7 separate regions of the Mus musculus genome follow, and regions 1, 3, 4, 5, 6 and 7 are each linked to region 2. Evidence: chromatin contacts called from public Hi-C, HiCAR-type, HiChIP or PLAC-seq and promoter capture Hi-C data. All regions are on one chromosome and are shown on one strand. Each heading gives the region's core, a stretch centred on a gene start, on an enhancer-like site or on the middle of the called end of the contact. The rest is flanking DNA. Distances are from core to core; before and after follow the strand shown. Region 1 holds the start of Bbs9 (Bardet-Biedl syndrome 9 (human)). Region 2 holds the start of Dpy19l1 (dpy-19-like 1 (C. elegans)). Region 3 holds the start of Acad8 (acyl-Coenzyme A dehydrogenase family, member 8). Region 4 holds the start of Anln (anillin, actin binding protein). Region 5 holds the start of Ncapd3 (non-SMC condensin II complex, subunit D3). Region 6 holds the start of Zfp809 (zinc finger protein 809). Region 7 holds the start of 9530077C05Rik (RIKEN cDNA 9530077C05 gene).

The links. Promoter capture Hi-C pulls out the DNA fragments that hold promoters and counts their contacts. A called contact is a pair of places that touch in the nucleus more often than the background predicts. HiCAR-type assays count read pairs that join an accessible place to other places. HiChIP or PLAC-seq counts read pairs in DNA pulled down with a chosen protein or histone mark. Capture Hi-C pulls out chosen DNA fragments and counts their contacts.
Region 1: a contact with region 2 is called in a HiCAR-type map of astrocytes, with 12 times the contacts expected there. The contact joins the promoter of Bbs9 here to the promoter of Dpy19l1 in region 2. A contact is called at or near these places in 5 of 39 promoter capture datasets (embryonic stem cells, hippocampal neurons, liver and 1 more), 1 of 484 Hi-C or Micro-C datasets (muscle stem cells), 3 of 115 datasets of contacts at active chromatin or transcription factors (astrocytes, embryonic forebrain and fibro-adipogenic progenitors) and 1 of 9 other capture datasets (adipose tissue).
Region 3: a promoter capture Hi-C map of adipose tissue shows a contact between it and region 2, with 4 times the contacts expected there. The contact joins the promoter of Acad8 here to the promoter of Dpy19l1 in region 2. A contact is called at or near these places in 5 of 39 promoter capture datasets (the C10 cell line, hippocampal neurons, liver and 1 more), 1 of 484 Hi-C or Micro-C datasets (pre-B cells), 1 of 115 datasets of contacts at active chromatin or transcription factors (large pre-B cells) and 2 of 9 other capture datasets (adipose tissue and liver).
Region 4: a contact with region 2 is called in a HiCAR-type map of astrocytes, with 6 times the contacts expected there. The contact joins the promoter of Anln here to the promoter of Dpy19l1 in region 2.
Region 5: a Hi-C map of B cells shows a contact between it and region 2, with 8 read pairs. The contact joins the promoter of Ncapd3 here to the promoter of Dpy19l1 in region 2. A contact is called at or near these places in 3 of 39 promoter capture datasets (the C10 cell line, liver and pre-B cells), 5 of 484 Hi-C or Micro-C datasets (B cells, CD4 T cells, CD8 T cells and 2 more), 5 of 115 datasets of contacts at active chromatin or transcription factors (astrocytes, embryonic stem cells, large pre-B cells and 2 more) and 2 of 9 other capture datasets (adipose tissue and liver).
Region 6: a promoter capture Hi-C map of liver shows a contact between it and region 2, with 4 times the contacts expected there. The contact joins the promoter of Zfp809 here to the promoter of Dpy19l1 in region 2. A contact is called at or near these places in 2 of 39 promoter capture datasets (both in liver) and 1 of 115 datasets of contacts at active chromatin or transcription factors (astrocytes).
Region 7: an H3K4me3 HiChIP or PLAC-seq map of embryonic forebrain shows a contact between it and region 2, with 6 times the contacts expected there. The contact joins the promoter of 9530077C05Rik here to the promoter of Dpy19l1 in region 2. A contact is called at or near these places in 1 of 484 Hi-C or Micro-C datasets (muscle stem cells) and 2 of 115 datasets of contacts at active chromatin or transcription factors (astrocytes and embryonic forebrain).

What each region holds. Positions count from the first base shown.
Region 1 is chr9:22,474,062-22,477,390 of GRCm38.p6, forward strand. It overlaps Bbs9 (Bardet-Biedl syndrome 9 (human)), which reads left to right and starts at 1,654. Exons shown (of 23, transcript NM_001360259.1): 1 at 1,654-1,994.
Region 2 is chr9:24,501,857-24,505,175 of GRCm38.p6, forward strand. Dpy19l1 (dpy-19-like 1 (C. elegans)) reads right to left here and starts at 1,284. Exons shown (of 23, transcript NM_001359948.1): 1 at 983-1,284. The coding sequence starts at 1,274. It overlaps LOC115487153 (a long non-coding RNA gene), which reads right to left and starts at 677. Exons shown (of 2, transcript XR_003948106.1): 1 at 1-677.
Region 3 is chr9:26,998,047-27,001,615 of GRCm38.p6, forward strand. It overlaps Acad8 (acyl-Coenzyme A dehydrogenase family, member 8), which reads right to left and starts at 1,503. Exons shown (of 11, transcript NM_025862.2): 1 at 1,348-1,503. The coding sequence starts at 1,450. It overlaps Thyn1 (thymocyte nuclear protein 1), which reads left to right and starts at 1,631. Exons shown (of 8, transcript NM_144543.2): 1 at 1,631-1,719; 2 at 1,905-2,010. The coding sequence starts at 1,968.
Region 4 is chr9:22,387,904-22,391,208 of GRCm38.p6, forward strand. Anln (anillin, actin binding protein) reads right to left here and starts at 1,303. Exons shown (of 24, transcript NM_028390.3): 1 at 1,067-1,303. The coding sequence starts at 1,084. It also overlaps a transcript of 9530077C05Rik not described here.
Region 5 is chr9:27,027,808-27,031,491 of GRCm38.p6, forward strand. Ncapd3 (non-SMC condensin II complex, subunit D3) reads left to right here and starts at 2,358. Exons shown (of 36, transcript NM_178113.4): 1 at 2,358-2,692; 2 at 2,816-3,023. The coding sequence starts at 2,963. Vps26b (VPS26 retromer complex component B) reads right to left here and starts at 2,287. Exons shown (of 6, transcript NM_178027.4): 1 at 1,592-2,287. The coding sequence starts at 1,814.
Region 6 is chr9:22,224,266-22,227,576 of GRCm38.p6, forward strand. Zfp809 (zinc finger protein 809) reads left to right here and starts at 1,447. Exons shown (of 5, transcript NM_001164624.1): 1 at 1,447-1,567. The coding sequence starts at 1,565.
Region 7 is chr9:22,410,153-22,413,393 of GRCm38.p6, forward strand. It overlaps 9530077C05Rik (RIKEN cDNA 9530077C05 gene), which reads left to right and starts at 1,395. Exons shown (of 7, transcript NM_026739.3): 1 at 1,395-1,597. The coding sequence starts at 1,573.

The sequences.
Region 1 (3,329 bases), core at 404-2,903, 2.0 Mb before region 2:
CAGCTGGAGCTGACCAGTAATAGGCAAGGGCATGGGAGCAGGAGCAGTCTCTGGAATAAACAAACCTCCAAACTAGAGGAGCACACTCTGTCATTCAATCAGATGTTAAAAATTAACATAAAATAAAATTCCCATAAAATAGGTGGCTGGAGAGATGTCTCCATGGTTAATAGCAAATAAAGCTCTTCCGTAAGACCTGAGTTCCATTCTCAGCATGTGTGTGTAGGTGCACAGTGGTCTGTAACTCAAGTTCAAGGGAATATAGTGTTCTTTTCTGCTCTCCAGAAGCACTGGGCTGCCCTCTGTAAGCACAAGGCATGCACATGGTGCATTTACATTCATGCAGGCCAAACCCTCATATGCACAGATATAATAAATAAAAGAAACAAATTTCCTCATGAAATAGAACTGGAAAGAACACTTGCAAATTCATCTTATAACGCTAACTTCATTCTGATACCAAAAACTTGGTAAGAGCACAGCAATCAACCAACCAAGACCAAAACCAAACTAAAAAAACAAACAAACAAACAAAAAAAAAAACAAAATAACAAAACCAAACAACAACAACAAAAAAACTATTATGTAGAAATTTCCCAGAAATACACATAATTTAATATCATATTTCTAAAAAAAATAAAAAATATAGGGTGAACAAACTCTGCTTCATTCGAGGCATGCCAGGACAGTCCAACAATAAATGTAATTCAATACAGAAAGATTCGGGGAGAGAAATCGCATGGTCGTCTCAGTACACACTGAAAAGGCCTTTGACAAAATTTAATATTCTATTATGATAAAAGGCCTGAAGAAAATAGTGGCCATACCCCAACGCCACGGAGCTGCAGCAGCTTGCTTTCTGATGCTTTGATAAGTACCATGACCAAAAATGGCGTGGAGAACATATTGTGCCTTTTTCATCTTACAGGTTACAGTCCACTGGTTAGGAAGTCAATTCTGGAACCCAAACAGGGCAGTGGCTGAAGTGGGTACTGTGGAGGACAGCTGCTCTCTGGTTCTCTTTCTTATATGCCCAGACCCATCAGCCTAGCCCACAGTGGGCTGGGCTCTCCCACATCACTAAGCAATCAAGAAAATGCTCTCAGACTTGCCAACCGGTTAACTAAACGGAGGGAATTTTCAGTTGAGGTCACCTCTTTCTAGGTGTATCAGGTTGACAACAAAGATTAGCCATCTAGACTATATAAATTAACCTATAACCTATATATACTACATGGGAGAAACTGTAGATATGTTTTCTAAACAAGTAATGAAACAAGGGGGTCTACACTTCACTGTTATTCAATACGGTGCTTGAAATCTTGGCTACAGCAGTTAGGCCAAGGAAAGAAAGAAAACGGATTCAAACAGGTAAACCATTTACATGCTCAGGCCTAGACACTAGGATAACACCTAAGCACAGGAGGGCGTGGTCTGTGGCACGAGAACCCCCACAGGGGCGGGACTTCCGCCGCCGATACCCTGAGGGACAGGCCTGCTTAGGTGGTTCTGAGGCGCCCAGCCCTACCCCGCCCCGTAGCCACTCTACTCCATACGGGCGACACGGGAAATCATCCCCACAGCTCGCGCTCAGCCGCTCGGACTACAACACCCAGCAAGCCCTGCGGTCCCGCGTCTGACTTGCGCAGTAGCCTCCGTTGTAAAATGCTATGACAACAGGGCGAAGGCGGTTTGGATTCAGGCTGGAGTGGGGAGGTGTCTTCCGCAGGCTGTTGTCTTGCAGCCTCACCCCTCTTACAGTCTCCCTGGTGGTTTCATCCTCTCTGTGAGCATCCGGACTTGGAGTTTTTCTCTCTTGTCACTTGTGGCTTCCGAGGGATCCATGTCGTCTCCCCTGCTTGTCTCTGGGGGATGACAAGAGGGTGCAGGGGATCTTGGGACTCACTTCACCTCCGCGGAGCTTGTGTTGCTGCTTGGCAGGATTCTGTCTGCTTGGGAACGTGGAAAACTTCGAACACAAACAAGACCAAGAGGTACTAGTGGTGTTAAGTGTTGTTTTTCCTTGCACGGCTGTTACTTCTGTTCCAGCACTGGATTCTCATCCGGAGGGAAGTCTGTGGATAGTGGGTTCGTAGCAAGGCGAGTCAAAGCCCACTTGTTGGCATCAGGTAAGAAATATCCCAGAAATTAATCTCGGATGTATAAATGCATTGGCTATGCTTGGTCAACAGGACTAACGCTCAATGCCATGTAATGGTTCGGGAGATGTAGGATGATCTCTTAATTAGAAAGGAGGCTTGCATTCAAACAAACCGCTAACACGGCGTGGGTAGATCCTATAAACACCTTTGAGCGGGGAGTGATTTTTAAGGAGTCCATGTAGCAGTCACGTGGAGTAAGAGCTTCTTTCTCCTGTGACATTTCAACAGGTCTTGTGAGCAGAGCGTCAAATCGCTGCTCAGTCTGCGGCTGAAGTGGGAGCATGTTGATGCTCTCCAGTGCTGCCTGCAATAGGATTAATGGTTATCCTTTCTCTTTCCTTTGCAGACCACAGCAGTTTAGATGGACTAAGCTGATTTTATCAGCAGCTCCTCCCAAGCAAGGTCTGCATTTGCCTTTGATTTTTCTGTATAAACGTATAGATTATTTTTTGGTATCTCACATTGTCTTTAAACATCAAATTGTGTCTAATGTGTACACATATATACATACATCTCACTTTATACACACAAATTGAAAGATACTGGAGAGAAAGTGGGGTTTTTATCTTTTCTTCCTTTCTCTTATTTTTAAAAATTTATAATGTGGCCCAAAACAGGCCTGGAACTTTCTGTATATCCTAGGCCATCTTTAAGCATATCTTGCCTCAGGTTCCCAAATGTTGTTATTACAGGTGTGTACCACCATGGAATGTATTACTGTTTGCTAACATTCCAAGAGACAAGAAGTAACTTATTAGCAATAATTGAGATTGGGTTTTGTCTTTTCTTTGGTGATGGGTTAGAATGTTATAAGAATTAAGAACAAGAGACTTTATTTTGAAAACCATTTACAAGTTATTTGTAAGAGTTTAGGGATTTAAAAATTATGTATATTGGTTGTGGTTATACCTCCCACTTATGTTTATGCTATAGTTTTAAAAGTTGATTAGATTTTAATATTTTAATATTTCAGTGCATGTATGTTGTTGGGCATGGGTACCACAGTGAAGGTGTGGAGGTTAGAGGACAACTTGCAAGAGTCAGTTCTCTGGCACCATGTGGGTCCGGTCAGGCTTGGCAGCAAGCATCTTTGTTTGCCAAGCCATCTCACTGGTCCTATGGTATAGCTTCTTGATTGAAAGGCTCTTTGCAGGAAGAAAAAAATCT
Region 2 (3,319 bases), core at 34-2,533:
TAACCTGTACACTTGCCATGTTCTCAAGCTAGCTGCTGAAGGAGGGAATGATGAAAATAATGAATTTGCCAAATCTTGACCCAAGTATTTAAAAAAAAAAAATCCTAGTAACGATGCCAGCCTTCTTGAACCCACAAACACACAGCCATGACTGGCTTTCAATAACTATACAGCTGCAGAAGAGGCTGGCCCCACAGGAAGGCTGATTTTGCTGTATTGTCTGTCTAAACCCCAAACTTCAAGCACCCCAAACTCTTAGAGGTCATTAAGCAACAGGGAAAAGATAGTAAGAAAATATCACTACATAATTCAACAACTAAATCCCATCGTGGCAAAAATATCACAGAATCCTTATGAAGGGCTTGTTAAAATTAGGCCTATTAATCCAACTTCTATAAACTTGCCTTATCCGACAAAGTCACAGAAAACGAACCCAGAAGATAGTCCACACGTAAATGCCTCAACTTTATTTCTTCTAGGCACAAGTTACATCCCATCCATTTGGTGCATGGAAGAAGGTAAAGAGATGCCAGCAGGCAAGGTTAAAGCTTGGGCATCCAAAACACGACGCAGCCTGAAAAGTGACAGAACCACGAAGTGCCACCCTCAGTGTTTGCGGCCAAGAAGGGAAAAAGCACGCTAAAATTTAATTATAAGTTTGGCAACTTTCTAAGTCAGGAAACCTGGGTATTTCGAGCTCCAGGAATCGCTCGCATCACCAAGCAAACCATCCTCCGAAGTAGCGGCTGGGCCAGGGGTAAAGAGTGGACTGTGGATGCAGGCAGAATCCAGTCTCCTCGGCGCGGACCAGCCCGCCCGCGGCCAGCCGAGCAGCTGTTGATCTCGGGGCCATGTTTTTAAAAGCCCGGGCGGACCGCGGGGCAGAGGATGTGTGGAGCTGAGCCCCGGAAGGAGCGGGGAGGAGTAGGGAGGAGGCAGGAGCGTCCCGGGAAAAGTCAGAGAGGGCTGCTAACTGGCTCACCTAGCAGCAGCGTGCTCCAGGTCCGGCCGCGCCCGCGCCGCAGGCCCAGCGCCCAGTGCAGCCCGGCCGCCAGGCGGCCCGCGAGGCCGTCCGGGGCGGGCGCGGCGGTCCCTGCGCGGGGTCCCTTCCTGCCCGCCGCGCCCCTGCGCCCCGGCGACGGCGGCGTGCGCTCCGACCCCAGCTCCCCGGCGTCCACCTCGGATGCCCCGCTCAGTGGCGGCGGCGACGAGCGGGCCGACCGGGGCGGCCTGGGAGCCGCGTCCCGGTGCTTGCTCCGCGCCTGCAGGACCATCTTGGCATAGTCGCGCCCGCTAGCTGCGCGCGCCCGGACGGCGGCCGGGATCCGCGGACTGGCGGTCGCTCACTCTGGCCGGCGAGGGCGGGCCGGGAGGCGGGGACAGCGCGGGCCGTGTGGCCGCTGCCTACCGCGTGGCGGCCGAGAGGCGGCGCCGGACTCCCGCGCCTCCGCCGTTGCCGCTCTCGGGTTGCCAGGGCGACAACGGAACGCCGCGGGGCGGAGGCGGGGACAAACTGCGAGCGGCGCGGCCCCGCCCCTCCGGCGCGCGCGCCCGGGCGCGCTCCAGCGGCCAAGCGCGCACGCGCGGGCTACCAGCGGGGCGGGACCGGCGGCCAGGGGAGTAGCGTGGACGACCTCCCGGAAGCGGCAGTGCGCCCTCGGGAACCGGGGATCTGGCTGTGAGGCGGCGTGGCGCGGGGCGGGAACCTAGTGGCCACGGAACGGCGCCGTGGGTACACTCCGGGGTTTCTGTGCATTAGGCTTGTGCAAGAAACTAACGGGGTAAAAGTGTGACCTCGCCACTCAGAACAGCCAGGTTTCTGGTTCAAGGATGAGAAGCAGGGAGTGGACCGAGTATTCAAATAAGTGTCCGGTAGGTCGGAGCGAGGATGTAATCTGAAGGCCTGGGTAGGAACCCAAACTCAAGTCATAAATGAAAAGGGCCTGTCAGGGAAGGTTATCCACGTGTTACTTTTACCTCATGTATACTGAAAGTATGGAAACCGGCTAAAAGATGTGACACTTGAAAACGAATTTTCTCATAGCAGGATGTAGGAGTTAATGAAGAAGCCCAGGGAAAGAAAAAAGAAAAAAAAAAAAAAAGAATATGTTCCAAGTTAACCTTCCTTGCCTCCAGCCCATTGCTATTTGCACAAAGCCTTGGAGAATTGCAGCAGCGAGACTTATTTCTTGGCTCCTGTCCAAATGAGCTTGTTCCAAAAAGTCTGGATGCTGGAAATCAAGGCACATCGTTTCACTTTTCTCCACAGTAATTACAGGGGTTTCAGGAGGCTCTGGCTTCTATTGCTCACGACTTTATTAATATGAGCATTCATTAACTCAGGCACAAAGAATGGATTTTGTTAAAGGACTCACCGCTATATTACACTTTGTAAGTTTCCTGAGTTTGATTATTAAGTTATGTATTGAAAACAAGGAACAACTGTTTAAGACACCTCTATTTAAAAAAATGATTGACAGTGTCATACAGGGGCTTATATTGTGAAATAAGGTATCAGGTTGATAGAGTGTTATTTCTAGGGTTGATACTAAATTTATAACCTACCAGATTAAAAGAAATTTACTTCAGTGTCTGCCAAAGACAATAACAGTAATTTCATCACTAGCATACTTATTAATTAGAAGACACACGGAGCTACAGTATTGGATTGCTTGTCCCTGAGATGTGGGGCATGCTTCCCAATCAGTTTTTCCATGGAGTGTCACTGGTTATATCACCCACAATCCAGGGCAGTCCTTGGGCCCACCAGTAGTTGGCTAACACACAAAAAAACGAACTCTGTGGTTATGTTGTTTGTGGAGTTTTTGTTTTACTTTGACATTTTTGTTGTTGTTGTACTGATCTTTTGCTTGTTCCAGGTTTCATTTTTGTGCTTTTGAGTGGTATTTTAAAAAGATTTGGGAGGTAAGAAGTTGAATGATAGGGAGGTTCTGGGAAAAATTAGGGAGAGGAAAAATGATCAAAATATACTGTATGAGAAAAATTAAAAGTGTGTACAAAAAGAAAAAAGTTTCCTAGTGCTTTCTGGGCTCTGTGGGGGAAAACTTGTGGTGGGGGAGGGGCGACTGATTAATTGGTACAATTCTGTTAGATGATTTTCTTGTTCAGTAAATGAATGGATGAGTACAGGAAACAGCATAATCAAACATGATGTTCCTAGCTCTTGAACATTCTCCACATGACCTGAGTTTCTGGAAGAAACCAAATCTCTCTAGTAGTCATCTTTAGCTGCAGCTTTGACCCAAGCTCAGAACATGGCTGAAAATTTGCTCAGTTGACTTAGAAAAGGACTACTTAT
Region 3 (3,569 bases), core at 253-2,752, 2.5 Mb after region 2:
ATAATTTTTTGTTGTTAAGACAGGATCTCATGTAGTCCAGGTTGGCCTTCATCTTTGTATGTAACTTGAGGCTGGACCCTGATCCTCCAGCCTCCTCATCACAAGTGCTGGAATTAGAGTCATATGCCATGGCAGGTCTGGCAGGCCGAGTCAATACTGGGGTTGGAACCCAGGGCTGCATGAATGAAAACATTAGGCAAGCATTCAAGCTGACTGAGCTAGATCCCCAACTCCAACACTTCGTTAAAAACAGTGAAAGAGAGCAAGCTGAACTCTGGTGGTACAGCCAAGGCTTGGGAGATAGGCACCAGTGATCTCTCCTGAGTTTAAGGCCAGCCTGGTCTACAAAGCTAGCTCCAGAAGTGTCACAGTTGCACAAATAAAGCCTGTCTCACACATCTTAGTTGCCCAGGTCAAAACAACAATCAATAACGTAAATCTGTTACTGGGACAGACTCTTTCCTAACTTTAGTACCAAACCACGCTACTTTGTTTACCCAATTTTAGGTGCCTAAGTAGGGCAGTAACTCTTAAAACTGGTTTTCTACAAAAAACAAAACAAAAACAAACAAACAAAAAACCAGTCTATGCCTCCATGTACTTTATAACTCTGTTCTCAATTTTCAAAGCCATAAGGCCATAAATAATAGATTCTTATTTAAAATAAAATTTAGAATTATTTTAAAAACTGTTTCAGAAGAAAAGGTGGTTCTGGTTTTTAGTTTGGTATTTAAAGTGATTGACAAATCTAAATATTTGGCTTGGTTTGCATGGGTGGCAAACACTCCCAGTTACATGCAAGTTTTCTGCCAGGTTTTTAAACAATCAGTTTGTAATCTCAGATAGGGTTTCTCAATTGCGGTTATCTTTCTTTTTCCTGCAGCAGTTTCTACAGTATGAGTGTTTTTACGAAATCTATACTTGTGAGCAAAACATACGGTATAACCTGGAGCTTTTCAACTATCTCTACCAGCGCTCATATACTTAGCTCTTTCTACCTTGGAAATCTATTGCCAAAGTCACACGTTCCTTCGTCTTTGAAAAGCATTGGCGGGGTCGGGGGACAGGCAACTGGACTGGACTGAGCGCTGGTCACAGGGACCATTAAGAGCTGGTCCCGAGAGTAGATCCTGAGTTATGGGAGGAAGCCAGTTCGTGAAACAGGACTGGTCGGGGAGAGAGAAGTGGGTCCCAGACGGGCAGAGTCAGAGGATGAAGTGAGTCCGTCAAGGGACCCGAGAGGGATCGGTGTCAGGCGAAGCCCGAGAGCCACCAAAGCGCTGGGAACTCGGGCGGGCACAGATGCCCACCGAAGACCCACTCTCCCCTCGCCTAGATGAGCCTTACGATCGATGCAGAAGGTGATGCTCCGGTGGTGGGTCTGAGCCAGGGACTTGAGTGCCGCGCGCAGACAGCCAAAGCGCCTGTATCCGGACCGCAACATCGCCATGTAAACTTCGAATCTCAGACCCCAGGCCTCTTAGCCCAGGCCAGAACTAGCCGTTCCCGCCCCGCCCCCCTGATACTCTGGGAGTTGTAGTCCATTAAGCCCTTGAAGCGCGGGCTCCAATAGGACTACTGGCGTTCTGAAACTACAGTTCCCAGAGATCGTGGGGGCGGCGCCTCTGAGACGCGTCTTCTACTAAGCCTGTCCGGGCACGCCAGTCGCCTCAAGGCTCCCAGAAGATTAGCCTGGCAGTGCTTCAAGGCGTTTGGGTGGTGCGTTGAATGAATGGTGGTGGGTAAAGCCGAATTAGGGAGGGACTCAGGAGAGTTTAGAGGTAGATTAGGAGAGAAGGAAAGGGCGCAGATAACGAGAGAGGGATTAGAATGGTTTAATCATGACTTTTCTTCATAAGTCCCAGGCCCTGTATGCTTTCTTGCCTCCATCTTGCACCATGCAGGTTTTAGAAGACAAGAGCTGTTTCTTACCCGTCCGGTTAGCTTCAGCCTCCTACAGAGAGGCCATGCCGAGACCCCGCAAGAGGCAGACTGGGACTGCTGGTCCAGGTGAGTTGAACCGACGCTGCAAAAGGCAGCAGGTAAAGAACGTGGTCTTGTAGGGCGTGCTTTATTTCCTTTTTCCACTCCCTGGTTTGGAGACTTTGGGGGTTGTTGCTTATCGTCTTCTTTACTCTTTCTGCCAGAACTTCCACTTTCAGTCCCTTCCACTTATTTGTCCAATCAAAGAATAGTGCAATGAAGCACTGCATACATATACGGAACTGTGGTGGCCCACGCATGTGGGAGACTGAGGCTGTAGAATTGCCTTGGGTTTAAGACCAGCCTGGTACTACATGAGTACTACATAAGCAGGGCCCTCTCTCCAAAGTGTGTGTGTGTGTGTGTGTGTGTGTGTGTGTGTAACCTTGACAGCATAGGTGAAAAGAGACTTCTTTAAAAATTACATTTATTTACTTTTGTACAGTATGTGGGAACACACACACACACTGATCAGAGGATAACTTGAAGGAATCAATCCCCCGATTCCACTGTGCGAATCTCAGGGATTGAACTCAGGTCCTTAGGCTTTGAAAAAAAAAAAAAAATGCCTTTTCCAACTAAGCCACCTCGCCAACCCTTTGCTTTTATCATTGAATGCAATAAGCCAGGCACAGAAAGGCATGCATGATTTCATGTGAAATGTAAAAAAGCTGAAAGCTAGAAATCAGAGGGAGATCAGGATTCAAGATCTTCCTTGACTACGTGTAGAGTTTGAGGCCAGCCTGGACCACAGGAGACCCCACCTTTCACACACACAGTTTTCTTTTCCTAGGTCTTTATCTTATCAGCCTGTCAATTTGGAATTGCTAAGCATCTGAGGATGACCTGAATTCCTGATCTTTCTGTCCCCACTCCCAAGTGCTTTGGTTATAGGTTTCTTACATCACCAAAACCATTTAGACTTACCCTTAAATTTCCTGAACAATGTGACTTCAGAGGCTACCAAAATGCTAGACATAGCTGTTAAGAAACTTATTGCAGCTATGCTTACAAGCCTAATGCTCTAGGGCTTCTCTGTGGTCCTTATCTTGTGTTTTATCAGGTTTTACATGTGTGTGCCCTGGCCCTGATGCTGGTGCCGTGGAGGGGATTCTTTTATCATATGTGCCTGAGGGGATAAAGTCAGGTCTTTTGGCTTGGAAGTGCCTTTACCTACTGACACAATGTCTGGCCTCTTAATGCTTGCTCAATTTTATGTTAAGCCCCTTTCCTGTTGTGAGCCTGTAGCCTAGTCTGGCCTTGAATTTGTAGCAAGGCTCCAAGGAGTCTCAGGCTCTAAAGTTCTGCCATGAGCCAACACGCCCGGCTTAAAATCTTAAACTCTAATTTGGCTTCATTCTCTTTGAAATTTTTTCCTGTGGTTTAAGAACCCCAGGTTGTGAGTTAAACTCAGGCTGTTGGAGGCAGCAGTATGTCCTGCTGGTAAAGGCAGTGCAGTGTACATTTCAGAGAAGTAGGTACAGTAGAGCCAAATATGACAGTTCATATCTATCATCAAGATATTCATGTGTCCTAGGCCAGCCTGGTCAATAACAGGAGACTCACAGCTCTATAACAAATAAAAA
Region 4 (3,305 bases), core at 53-2,552, 2.1 Mb before region 2:
GTTGAAATCCTTAACTAGTATCTTGGGCTTAGCTTATGGAATTGTTAACTACACTACCCAAAATAAATTATTACTATCCTCTACGACATTTTTCAATGTAGTACAGAAACACTGTATGCCCACTTTACAAAACTCACAAGTCTTGAAATTTAAAGAACAGCTTGAAGCAAAAGAAAAAGAGGAACTGTCCTGCAATAAAAGAATGGGCCAACAGCAACACGCAATCCTGAATGTCGGTGTACAGCTGCAACGTGAAGCTAAAACTAGGCATAAATAATAAGATTAACAACGGAATCTAGACCTTATTTCCAAGGAAGAGATGAGGAAAGCATTGTTGAAATGATACGCTACATAAACACTGAGGTGTACCAACCCTACAGCATACACTTATAATTTTGTTTTGTACACGCTGAGGTAACTATAAGCCCTGTTTCCTTTCAACCAGTATCAACCCTGTGCATGAGACTTTCTTTCTAAAGTTAGTAGAGCCGTGACTTATGAAGGACGCCAGGCTAAAGCACCTGCTCATTTAGACTTCGGTGGTTTCATCACAGGATTCTTAAGCGCTCAAGCTCCTCTGGGCCTGTGAAGTCCTTTATCACTTCCATCAGATTCCAAGCACACAGTACGAGTCACTGGGCCGACTCCACCCTGCCAACTATTCCAGCTTTAGGGCAGGGCTTGTCCCACTAGGCCCCTGAGCGGCACTCTCCCGGGTCACAGCAAGACGGATGAAGGATGGAGGGAAGCGTGCTTTAAGTCCCGGGAGCCGGGGGGGCAGGCTCAAGCCAGAGCGCCCAGGCGCTCACACCCCGAGCCAGCACTTGGGGGAGTGGAGGAAGGCTAAACGACTACAGAGCTCGGGGTTTGCATGGGGTTTTTGAGGCCCTGCCTTCCCCAGAGCCAGGGACGGAGCAGCGAAGCCGGGGCGGCTGCGACCCCGCGGCTTCCGTCCGGCTGCACGCTCGCTGTGCGCACGCGCCACGCTGGCCGCAGGCTGACAGCGCGGGCGGGGGTCCCGGAGTCGGCAGGGGTCATGGTTCACAGCGCCCGCAGAGTCTCTCACCTCGGTAAACGGGTCCATCGCCCCAGGCCTCACCAGTGGACGGCTAGACGGTGGGTCCGACGGTTCAAACTCAGGAAGAGGAAAGAAGTGAGTGCAGGCTCGGCGCAGCTCCTGGAGGAGGACTGCAGTCGAGGCGGCGGGCGCTCTCACACCCAGTCGGCTCTGCCCTCCGCACCCACGGAGTCGGTAGGCTACCACGGCCGTTCAAAATTTGAATTTCAGCGCCCCGGACGACACGCATGCGCGCGGGGTGGGCGGGGCCGGGCGGGCCGCTTGCCCCCGCCCCTGAGCTAGGTCACGTGATGCGGCCAAGTTGGGACTGGTCCGGAGCTGCGAGCACTGCTCTCTCTCCTCCGCTTGGGTGGAGACGGTTCTGCCGTTGAACTGCCTAGGGAGAGGGCCCTGCCATCCCGCACGCACCCACGCACGCCGTAGCGGGTCCCTTCCTGACTCTGTCAGCTCCCGCCGCCCTGCCTTCTTCCTCCGTGGGCCTTACGAACCCGGTCCGGCCCTCTGGCCTTTGGGCCTGATCCTGCCACCAGAAGTGGGACTAGACAGCCAGCTTGACCTCCTGAGAGACCACTCTGGCGGGTCCCCACACTCTCAGCCAGTGACTAGTTCTTTGTTTGGTGGGGAAAAGAGATGACAGTAACAGACCCTTCGGTTTTAAATCCCAGTCAACTACCCAAAGCCAGCAGTGAGAACACTTTGAGAGAAGGGACAATCGGAAAGTCCATATTTAATAAAAGTTCCCGTTTAACAGGCAGAAAGCAGGACAAACTATTGCACGAGTAACTTTTAATCTGACTTTCCTTTTCCTCTTCCTGGGAGGGTCTTTTGGAGACCCTCACAGTGTCTTACCATTTGACATTCTGCTAGGCTTTCCAAGAATGTGTCTAAAAAGATGGGTTGCCAAACCTCTGGTAGTAGAACTGTTTGCCTTTATACGTCAAAAGGTCGACAAAGCACCAAAATCTCTGTGCCTAGGTTGGTGCTGTGAGAGCTAAAGTCCTTACGAGATTGTGTAAAACAGATGTATGGTAGCAAGGTTTATGGTTGAGTCTCTGTGTCCTAAATGAGTCCATAACAGGATCAACTGTGCTTATTGAACAGAAAAACTGAAAGTGTTGAAGGGTCAAGTCCAGAATCAAAGCTAAATAAAAATAGGAAGCTTGGGGCCAGCGACAGAGCACATGCTAGCTATGAGGGCGCTTGCTACCAAGTCTTGGGACCTGAATTCTAGACCCAGAACCAGTTCCAGCAAATTGTCCTCTGACCTGCACACACACACACAGGAAATAAATTAATGATGTTTTTCTAAGTAATAAAGAATTTAAAAATGTATAGATTGTAATAAACTGAATTTGGGGCATGGAATAAGAACTTCTTTAAGAGCAACTTCTAAGAATTCAGATCCTTGGGACCACAGTATAACAAGAATAATAAATTTCCTTGGTGCCTTGGAGCTGTGAAATGATAGAAAATGGAAGGAGCTTTGTTTAAGTGTGTGGTGTGTGGGGTTGTTAGAATTTGCTACCTATAAACCAAAGGGAACGGATGCCTGAATTTTTTTTCAAGCACTGAACAGGAAAAGGGGTGTGGGTACTTGGGGTGTGGCTGTGTAGGTCAGTCTTGGGAATGAGTCATTGGAAATTTATGTAGCCGTTGTGCCTTCGGGCTGTTGCCTCTGTAATCCTTGGTTTCATTGTAAACAATTTGATTCTAGCTAGCATGGATAAAGCAGTATTGCTACTCTAAACTTGTAGGTTTTTTTTCCTACTACCACGCCCTGTAGCGTTGACCTTTCATTAATGTCTTGATCATAGTGGTAATAAGGATAGCAGCACCCACCAGTACAATAGCTCCCATGTATGAAGCTGGTCTATCCCAGAAGCCATGCTACAGATTCAAGAGCACACCCCTAGACCACTGCAGTTGTCTCCTAACATTTCTGTGTGAGTCTCTGACCCATAGCAGTTCTTTCTTAAGCTTATAAGCTGGAATAACTTTTCTCATTTAAAAAAAAAAAATCAGGCTGGTGAGATGGCTCAGTGGGTAAGAGCACCCGACTACTCTTCCAAAGGTTCAAAGTTCAAATCCCAGCAACCACATGGTGGCTCACAACCACCCATAATGAGATCTGATGCCCTCTCTGGTGCGCCTGAAGATAGCTACAGTGTACTTACATATAATAAATAAATAAATAGATAGATAGATAGATAGATAGATAGATAGATAG
Region 5 (3,684 bases), core at 1,108-3,607, 2.5 Mb after region 2:
AGACTTAGGCATGCTTTCCTTCTACAATGGCTCATTTCATCTGCCGGAGTGAGGCAGGGACGCTTTTGAGTTATTCATAATCAGGGAGTTGATGGGATAGACAAAAACCAAAACATACCTATTTTTACTGGTATTACAGAGCAAAAGTACTGATGTAGTAGTCACTTTAAAACTCCTACTTAAAATGCCAATTCTCAGTCGGCAAGTACTGACTGCTTCATATATCATGCTTATATAGAGTGCTTTGGATGGATATAATGTATATAATCTGACCTGTGATTCTTTACTAGGACTGGCTTCATCCACCTTGGGATACACAGCGATACCGCAAGGCACGACTGTGTGAGGGGATGCCCTGGCAAAAGGGAACAAACAGATGAGATGTATGCTCAACTCTTAGCATGTGAACTTAGCAAGCTGTCCCAAGCAAGTGGCTAAAATCAGTGTCCATATGTGCAGTAGGGGATACAGGGTAGGGATTTTCTGATTGGTGTTCATTATCCACAGGGCACAACCTACTGGTGACTTCATGATACGAATGTTTTATTTTTTGAAGTACCCAAGCACTTTGATGACACAAAAGACTCCAAATACTTAGACTGGGTGACAAGCCAGTCATGATGGGCAGCTCCCCAAATCTTCGTGGGGTTTTGTTTTATTTTGAAACAGGGTCTCACTATGCAATGGCAGCTGGCCTAGAACTCACTATGTGAACCAGGCTGGCCTTCAACTCAGAGATCTACCTGTCTCAGCCTCCCAAGTGCTGCAATTTAAGGCATGTGCCACCAAACTCACCTCTCACCTGGCTCCCCAAATATTTTGTTTTACCGCCTTCCCTTGTCTATCTAGTTCTATTAGAACTAACAATATTTGAAGGTGACTATTGAGCACTGCAAATTTTTGATCATTTAATTATAGTCTTTGCAGCATCACTTCTTTGACTTTAAGGAGAAAATCAGACAACTAAATACCAGCATGGTACTAAGGAAGTTTGAGAAATAGAGGCAGTCAGAAAGAGGCAGGTTACAGGTATTCAAAACATGCACATGCAATGTAATACAGAATGGAGGTGAGATAGATAGACGGAATTTATGAGCCCGGTCCACTGCACTGTATTTTAAAGGGGGAGGAGGGATGATGGATAGGTGGGTGGGGTCACTGCTTAACTTTGGATTGGATCTGACAGCTGTAGCTGTCAAACCCACCTGCAGGATACTGTCTACCACACTATGAAATCCCGGTTACTAGAAGCAAAGCTGGAAGCATACTGCAGAGACAATGGGGATATCCAAGCACCAGGTGAGCATCCGACCATACAGCAGAGGGCTCCCTACCCTATCTAGGCTGTCCCCACCTCCCCAGCAGCACGCTGTCACTTTTGGCACGGAAGAAGGTAATGAATGCATGGGGGAGTCGCCCACGGGCGGGACTCGTGGGTGAATCTCAGGCTTTAGATTACAGTTGAAAAGAACCTGTCGCAGGCCTCGCAGGAGCTGGGCACTGAAAATCTCTGCTCCCAGCCCGTCCCACACTCGAGTCCAGGGGCAGGCTGACGTCCCGGTTTTGGGAAGGTCCCAGGGAATAGACTCACCGATCTGCCCAATGAACTCGATCTTGATGCCCTGGTGCTCTAGTCGCTTGTTGGGGTTCTTCAGTGATAGGCTCACTTTCCCCGAGACGGTTTCCCCGTCGTAGAAGAGGAAATATTTCTCCTTCTTCCCGTCCTCAGTCTTGTGCTCCGCTCGCTTCCTACTCTCCGCATCATTCAGCAAGATTTCCACCTCCACGCTCTGCCCGAAGCCGAAGAAGCTCATCTCCCCGCCTGGCCGCGCCGGTGTCGGCACAGACTGCTCCCTCCCTCCCAGGCGCGAGCTGCCTTCGGGGAAGGCAGGCCGGAGGGCCGGCTGCGGGAACGCGCTGGACGCTGCACCGCAGCCCCGCTCGCTCTGAGCTGGGCGGTGGGCGATCGCCGATGGCCTGCGCCCCTGGGGTGAGGCAGGGCGGAGGAAGGAGGTCGGCTGCGGGTTGCGGCGCCCAGAGCAGCGATGCACCGAGAGGCCAGACACAGTACCAACGCAGATCCTGGCGGTGCAGCGACTAGGGCCCTGGGAGGAAAGGCGCCAAGCACGCGCGTCTCGTCGCCCACCGGGTGGGGTCCAGCGCCCAGCCGCACACACAGAACTGCCTGGACTCCCGCGGCGTAACGCACCGAAGTGCTACGGCGGCGCCGGGCGGGGGAAGGGGCAGGAGAACTCCGGCCCGGATGCGAAGATGATGCCACGCGCACGCGCACGTCTTCTCTCCCCCCCCCCCCCCTCGCTTTCCCTACCCCCTCCAGGCCGTCAAGGGGTGCGCTCATCTGCGCATGTGCAGTGCCAAAGGGCGCTTTGTTTACATGGCGGCTCTGGCCTCTCTCCAGTAGAACTCGGGCCCAGATGTTCCGTCAAGTCCTAGCACTGCAAGTGCCTCCTTGTAATATTCCGGTTGCATTTCTCTTCCTTCTTAGCCTGATAAACGCCAGGCTACTCTTCACATTTGAATACGAGCAACGCTTGCGTGCTGTCTGACGGGATGAGGTGCCTTTCCCATGCACGCTCAGTGTCACCGGAAGGGGCAAATGTGACCGCTACTACAGGAAGTATGCTGTCCCCGCTGGCCTCTAGGTTCCCTGCCGTGTAAGAACGATATGACGGTAAGAAAAACACTAGTGACGTCCTGACCCCAACATTAACTGGAATGCTAAGGGAAAAAGAAAAAGTCCTCGCTAGCCTTGTTTAACTTCCAGTCTTTGCCCCGCCCACTTATGCGCACGCAGTGGGCGACCCAGCCCATTGGCTTGGGTTACGAACACGGCTCAGCGCGGTGATTGGTCGATTGTAAATCCCGAACGTTGTGACTGGTCCGCCAAAACGTCTCAGAGCGCGCGCGGGAGCGACGGCGAGCCGGTACGTCCACGGTCGGAATGGCGCTGCAGGATCTTGGAGAAAACTTGCAGCCTTGGTGTCCGCTGGGTCTCAGCCTCGGTGAGGAAACGCAGCCGCGGGTTCTGGGTTCGGGGCTTGGGGTGTTTTGTTCCGCCTAATGTATCCAAGCTTGCGTCTCGGTGAGGGTAGGGGTAGGGGTGGGGGAAGGGGAAGCCCTGGTCTCTGCACTGACCGTGAGCCCCAGGATTGTGACAATCTGCCCGGGTGAAGGCCAGCCAAACTTACGGTGGGATCTGAGTCCAGACGAGTAATTGGTAGAAAAGAGAGCTAAACTGTTCTAGCATGCGGGAGGTCGAGGCTGGAGGATTGCCATGAGTTCAAGACCATCCTGGGCCACACAAATGAATTTAAACCAGTCTCAATAATAATAATAATAAAACAATAATAATAGGAGTGTCTCAGTGATAATAACAATAGCAGCAGCAACATGAAAAGCTAATAATTGGCCTTTAATAGTGCTAGTGCCTCAGTTATCTCCATCTGTCACCTTTGTTCTACCTAGTCTTGCTGGAGTCCTAAGTCTATTCCCCAGGTGGTTTTAAACAGACAATCTCAATGTTCAGGTTGATTTTTTTTTTCTTAGAATTTGTGATCATAAATTCAGCTAGATGGTTCTTGTACCGGCTGGTTTTGTGTGTCAGCTTGACACAGGCTGGAGTTATCACAGAGAAAGGAGTCTCAGTTGGGAAAATGCCTCCAT
Region 6 (3,311 bases), core at 197-2,696, 2.3 Mb before region 2:
GGGTCACGTGCTATAGGAGTTTGTAAAGACAAAACCCATAGGCTACCCTCTACTTTCTTTGCCATGGGGTTTCCTTATTTTCCAGGAACTACAGCTTACAGCATTCCAGGAAGGTACCTGGTCCCCAGGCAGGTGGGGCTTACACGTTAATTTGGGATATTACAACATGACAGATTTAAAATGTTGTTGGTCTTCTATTTGGTTATTATACTCTGAATGTTAATACAGAATGAATGAAAACAGTATAATTACACATCTGCATGAAAGGGCCATAATGCAACTCATTACTCTGAGCATTAGCCGTGGTTTTAATAAAAAAGTTTTGCAGTACTGTTTTAAATTTTGTGTTAAAAATTGCTTCTCGGGCTGGAGAGATGGCTCAGTGGTTAAGAGCACTGACTGTTCTTCCAAAAGGTCCTGAGGTCAAACCCCAGCAACCACATGGTGGCTCACAACCATTCTTAATGAGATCTGACGCCCTCTTCTGGTGCATCTAAAGACAACTACAATGTACTTAGATATAATAATAAATAAATCTTAAAAAAAAAAAAAGAAAAGAAAAGAAAAAAAGAAAAGAAAAAAATTGCTTCTCAGCGGGGCGTGGCGGCTCATGCCTTTAATCCCAGCACTCAGGAGGCAGAGGCAGGTGGATTTCTGAGTTCCAAGTCAGCCTGGTCTACAAAGTGAATTCCAGGACAGTCAGGGCTACACAGAGAAACCCTGTCTCGAAAAAAACCAAAAAAAAAAAAAAAAAAATGCTTCTCATGTAAAGCCCCAGAGGGGCTTTACCTGCTGGAAGACCCCAAGTGAGACAAGATCTATGTTTATTTTTTCTGGTGCGCAGGGATCGATCTTCAGCAGTCTCTCAAGCAAGAGACAGGGGGCGATCCCGGTTCTAGCTTACAAGCACCGTATACATTTTTTTTTTTTTTTAGAGGGCAGATTACAGTAACAGCTTCTAGGCACTTGGTGATGGATGGCTAGACCTTTTGTCTGGTTGGCTGGGTGATATCGGGTCATCCTTGGAGAGTACCTTCGTTCCCCAGAGGGCCCAGGTAGCCTTCAGCCAGCACTTTTTTTTTTTTTTTTTTTTTTTTTTTTTTTCTGGTATGTGTTTTGTCAGAGTCGGTCTGGGTTGGGTCAGAGTTGCTTAATCTTATCATTTATCCACAGGTCAGCACCCCCCACCCACCCCCCGCGCCACACACACACACAGAGAAACACAGAGACACACACAGAGACACATACATCACATCACAGTAAGAAAACTTCACGGGAATTAAAATAAATTATTGTGATACCGTTTTTCTGTCCGCTAAGACTTTCCGTATGATCAGACAGCCTTATGCCCTTTGCTACGCCCCGCCTTCCGTCATCGATTGGTGACTTTGACTGTCACTCAGGCCCTGTGACAGGACCGCTCTGAAATGAGGAAGTGGGGTGGATTTAGAAAGTTCAGAGGAGGTCTGAGCCTGCCATCTTGGGTCCTGTGGTCCCCAGGCGTCCGTTGCGGGAAGTTGTGCTGGTGGCGGAGACCGAGTCACAGGACGCTCCCAGTCCCATCATGGTGAGCTCGGCGCGGCGTCCCTGTGGAGCCGGTGTGGATGGCTGTGGGATGGGGGCTGGGCGGGCTCAGGGCACCCCGGAGCGTCCTATCGCGCCCCGACCATGCGTGGGGACTCGAGCTGGCTGCAACGCCCTGCACAGCTCTGCCACCCACAGGCAAGAGACAGGAATGCCTGACCGCTGGGTCGCTTCAGCGCCGGTGTCACACTAGGAACTCTGGGCTTCCGTTTACCTGCAAGGTTGGGATGGGGAACTCTGCGCCCTGTCTGGAAACTCTCGGAAGCTGGGTGCAGGGAGCTGGGTCTAGTAGGGGTGACTCTCCATCTGTCTGTCACTCTGGGATAGGCCTGTCAGTGTCCTGGCTGTCACCAATCAGGAACTTTATAGACTTGGGAGATGTTGATAGAACCCATCCTTAGGATGGATGAGAGACTAGTGGGTCTGAAAGGATCCCCGAGGATTAAATATTTTTGCGCATTAATTGGAGGAAGTGGGGAAGATAAAAATTCAGTTCCTTGTCCTAAACAGTAGTTTTAAAGTATCTGATAGACTTAATCTTAAAATTGCTGAGGTACAGGAATAGCCACGCATTGGATGTGTGTGGTGCAGACTGTGACGTGGTACCGAGGAGCAGAAGGCAAGGGGGAAGCAGTATGACTGTGAGATCTCTTCAGGCCCTGAGTTGCTCTTTTTTTTTTTTTTTTTTTTTTAAGATTTATTTATTTATTTATTATATGTAAGTACACTGTAGTTATCTTCAGACACACCAGAAGAGGGCGTCAGACCTCGTTACGGATGGTTGTGAGCCACCATGTGGTTGCTGGGATTTGAACTCGGGACCTTTGGAAGAGCAGTCAGTGCTCTTAATCGCTGAGCCATCTTGTAGGACCCCAAGAAGGAGCCCCCCACTCAAGTCTCAGGTCGCGGGGTCACCCAAAGAAACATGAGAGACCTTCTTGAGGCAGCTTTAATGGCCGAGCTCCGGGTCAATCAATACGTATCTCACTCAGGAGACAGAGGAATCGACCCTGAGACTCAAAAACTCAGGGTTTTGATAGGGTAGGGTCTAGGAAGAATTGGCGCGGTAGTGAGCAGAGTAGTACCGGGGCGTATAAGAATTCTAAAGCCGGGGGCTTATCAGAGTCGACAATGCATCTGGTTAATGTTTCAGCTTTTAACTATGCTCTCTATAGAAAGGGGGGCAAGCAGGAGGCGCCGGGCTGCCAGATGGTCAAAGAGTCAGCCAAGATCGTCAGAAGCAGTTCCTATTCCCTCCCTTTCTTTACGACCGGGAGACCTGGGAGACCTAGCTTCAAGACGGACTCGGGCATGCCCGGGCTAGTTTTCTTTGCAGTCTCAGTCCCAGGCCTTTTTAGTTTAAACCTTTTATTTTATTTAATTTCCTTTCATTCCCCTCTTCTTCTGAAGAATAAAGATAAAAAAATTACTGAACTCTTCCTCACCCCAGAGCCCGACCCCTCCCATCTAGAGATTGTTCCCAGAACACTCCTGAACTCTTCACCCCAGAATGCATTCCTGAACTCCTCACCCTAGAGTTCGAACCCTCCCAACTAAAGACTGTTCCAAGAACATTTTTGAGATAAGGGCCTCCTGGAACAACCTCAGAATGAACCGGGTACATTGCCAAATAATAGGATATGACCCCTTAGTTACGTAGAATTCCCTTGGCAGAACCCCTTAGTTATGCAAACTTGTACTTTCCCTGCCCCGCTCTCCCCCCTTGA
Region 7 (3,241 bases), core at 145-2,644, 2.1 Mb before region 2:
AATCACCTCTGAAAAATGTGGAAGATGCAGGCTGGTGAGATGGCTCAGCAGTAAAGGCACCTACCACCAAGCTGACGACCTGAGTTCCATTCCCAGAACCCATTTGGTGGAAGGAGAGAACTGACTCCTGCAAGTTGTCCTCTGACCTCCACACATAAATCAAGGCATACAAGTGCTTACACACACACACACACACACACACACACACACACGCACAGAACTGTGTTGAAGATACTCTGTGCCCTGCATTATTAAATATTCAGCTGAGATTATTTATGTAAAAATAAACAAGCACATCCATCTCAGTGTGAAATTAGCTTTCATATTCTAAAATGGTAAAATTCTATATATACAAATAATAGATTTAAAGTAAATTTATGATTTAATTATTCACTATCAACTTCTCCCTCTCAAAACCCCTTTATGCAACCTCAGATATATACATAATATAATATAGATATAATATAGGGTGGCTTCAAGCTTATAGAGGAATTGGAACATCTTGATCCTCCTGCTTCTACCTCCTGAATGCTGGAATTAGAGATGTGTACCACCAGGCCAGGTTTGTATAGTACTGGGGATTAAATTCAGGGGTCTCTGAATGCTAAAGAGAGCCCTTCACCATCTGAGCTACACCCACAGTCTGTTTCCTTTTTCAATTCAGTTTAAAAAAAATTGTGTGTATTTCATGAGTGTTTGCGAGTATGGGCCTGGGGAGAGCCAGAGGGATGGGGTGCTCTCGAAGTGGAGTTACATGTAGTTGTGAGCTGCCATGAGGAAACAAACCCAAGTCCTCTGTAAAGTAGTCAGTGTTCTTAACTGCTGAGCCATTTCTCCAGATCTCCTTTTTAAATTAAATATTGCATTTATTTATTTTATTCTTTTTTTTTTTTTAGACATTCTTGTATAGTCAAGATGGTCTCAAAATTCACTATATAGCAATGATGGTCTTGAACCCCTGATCATCTTTGCTGCACATCTCAAGTGTTTGGATAACAGGAGTGTGCCACCATACCTGGCCATTTTTTTCTTCTAAAATCGCCCTATTTATTTCATACCATGTAAATTAGCTGGAAGGTCAGGGGTCTGAATTTGCTCTGGTCAACTAAAACTCAGAATTATTACACCATTTCTATTTCCCTCTACCATCATGAAATGAAGCCCTTTGAGCCTCATACAGATCCCGACCTCCCCACACAAACACCCCAGCCTCTGCGGACCAGCTCCTTGCACGGGTCCGCGTTGTGCACGCTGGGAGTTGTAGTTCGCTTCCCTTCTCTCCCTACGAGCAGGGTGTCAGTCGCAGGAGCGCCTCCAGCGGCGAGCATGTTTGGTGGCGTGGAGTGCGGGAAGAAGGCAGGATCGTCTCCTAGCAACGGGGTTGCAGCGACGTCACCGTGGCGGGTTCTTAGCTCTGAGACTAGGTGGAACCGCCAGAGCGCTTTCCAGCCTCTGGGTAAGACGTGGTCCTCCACCTTGCGCTGCCAGTCCTGCCCCATCTGGTCTCGAGCTGCCTTACGGGAGTTTTCGTCGGTGCGGCCCGCCGGCCTTGGCCTTGGCCTTGGCGGGACGATGCTGGAGTCTATTCGCGTAACGGGTGAGTGTAGGCACTGCTGGCCCAAGTGGCGCGGCTGCAGCGGGTGGAGACCGTTGGGTCTGGGACTCGGAAGACCAGGTGCAGTCGCACAGCCCTAGCCCAGCAGAGGTGAGGGGCAAGAGCTGTGCAATCTAGAGAGTGTAGAGTCCAATACGATTCCAGAGCATTTTAGGTGTGTAGTAAGGTGTTATATTTTCTAGAATGTTCAGAAAAAAAAAAAATCAGCTGTGAAAACACATCTCTACATTTCAGTGTATGTTGTGTATTTTTGTTTGCATTTATTAGCAAACATTTTGAATTGATGTTATTAATAAGAGCAGGTGTTTAGATCCAAGGTTGGAAAGTTTGTCTTTCATTTTTGAATAGATATGCATATTAGCCCTATTTAAATCTTTAATAATATTAAACAGTTCCAGAGTCATTTTCCTAGCATTTGATTCTGCATGAAAACATTTCTGCAGGACAGATACCAAAACAACGGAATAAAGGGAAATAGCTAATTCCCACAGTAGAGTCAAAAATAAGCCTAGAACTTTTAGCTTCAGGCTATTGCAGTACCCAGTAGACCAATTTTCCAAATTAGTTGTTTTGAACCCCTGACCCTCCTGCCTCAGTCTCCCCAGTGCTAAGATATGGACATCAATAGCTAAAACCATTCTTTAAGTTAGCATACAAAGTAAGAGGTTTCATTATGGTACTTTGAAACTCCTTTCATTATATGTTATTGCAGAACTTTTTAAACTGAAAAACTAAATTATTTTTAAGTGAAACTACTTTCTCATCTTAATTTTTTTACACTGTTTGCTGTTCAGTGTTATAAAACACAGAACCTACTGTTGTGCGATTGCGATAACCTACAGACTATTCCACTGTTATGTTGACAGGAGACATGCAGTTATAAAAGCCAAGATCTTAGAGGCCACTTAAATTGGCATTAGGCTTTTTAAAATTGTGATTTGATGTAGATATAACTCTTTCACCTTAAAACACATTATCAGAGGCAGACGCAGGTGAGCTTAGTCAGCCTGGTCTACAGAAGTTCCAGACCAGCCACTGATACCCTGTCTCTAAAAACAAACAAACAAAACTCCCAAAACAATACAATGTCAAAACGTTGCTTTAAAACATCAAGCCTGGCAGAAGAGTGGCAAATATGAGGATGACTCAGTGGTCCGTGTGCATGCAGCTGCGTAGTCGGGCTGATGGGATACTTGCTTACTAGAGACCAGGATCGAACAGGAGATGCCAGAAAGAAATGCATTCTTATGTACACTAACAAAGGTAATGAAAACTTCCGGTCCGTTTTATGATATAGAACAAGGCCTCTCAGCCACAGCAGTTTAATATTGAAGGAGTTAATTCTTTATTGTGAGCGACTGTTTTAACACACAGAGAATTGTGACAACCAAAAATGCCCTGTGGGTGGCAAAATACTCTCCCTATCATCCAGTTAAAATCATTGCCTGCAAGACAATAGATTCTGTTGCCACGTGAGTCACTGGGTTTAGAAACTACACCAATTAAAATTATTTTCCCCCAAACTGAAAGTCATTGTGGTGAGAGAATGATTAAAATATTAGTATGGCATATGATTAAAATATAGTATTAGGAAACAGATATGTTGAGAGTCTGCAGTACAGACTG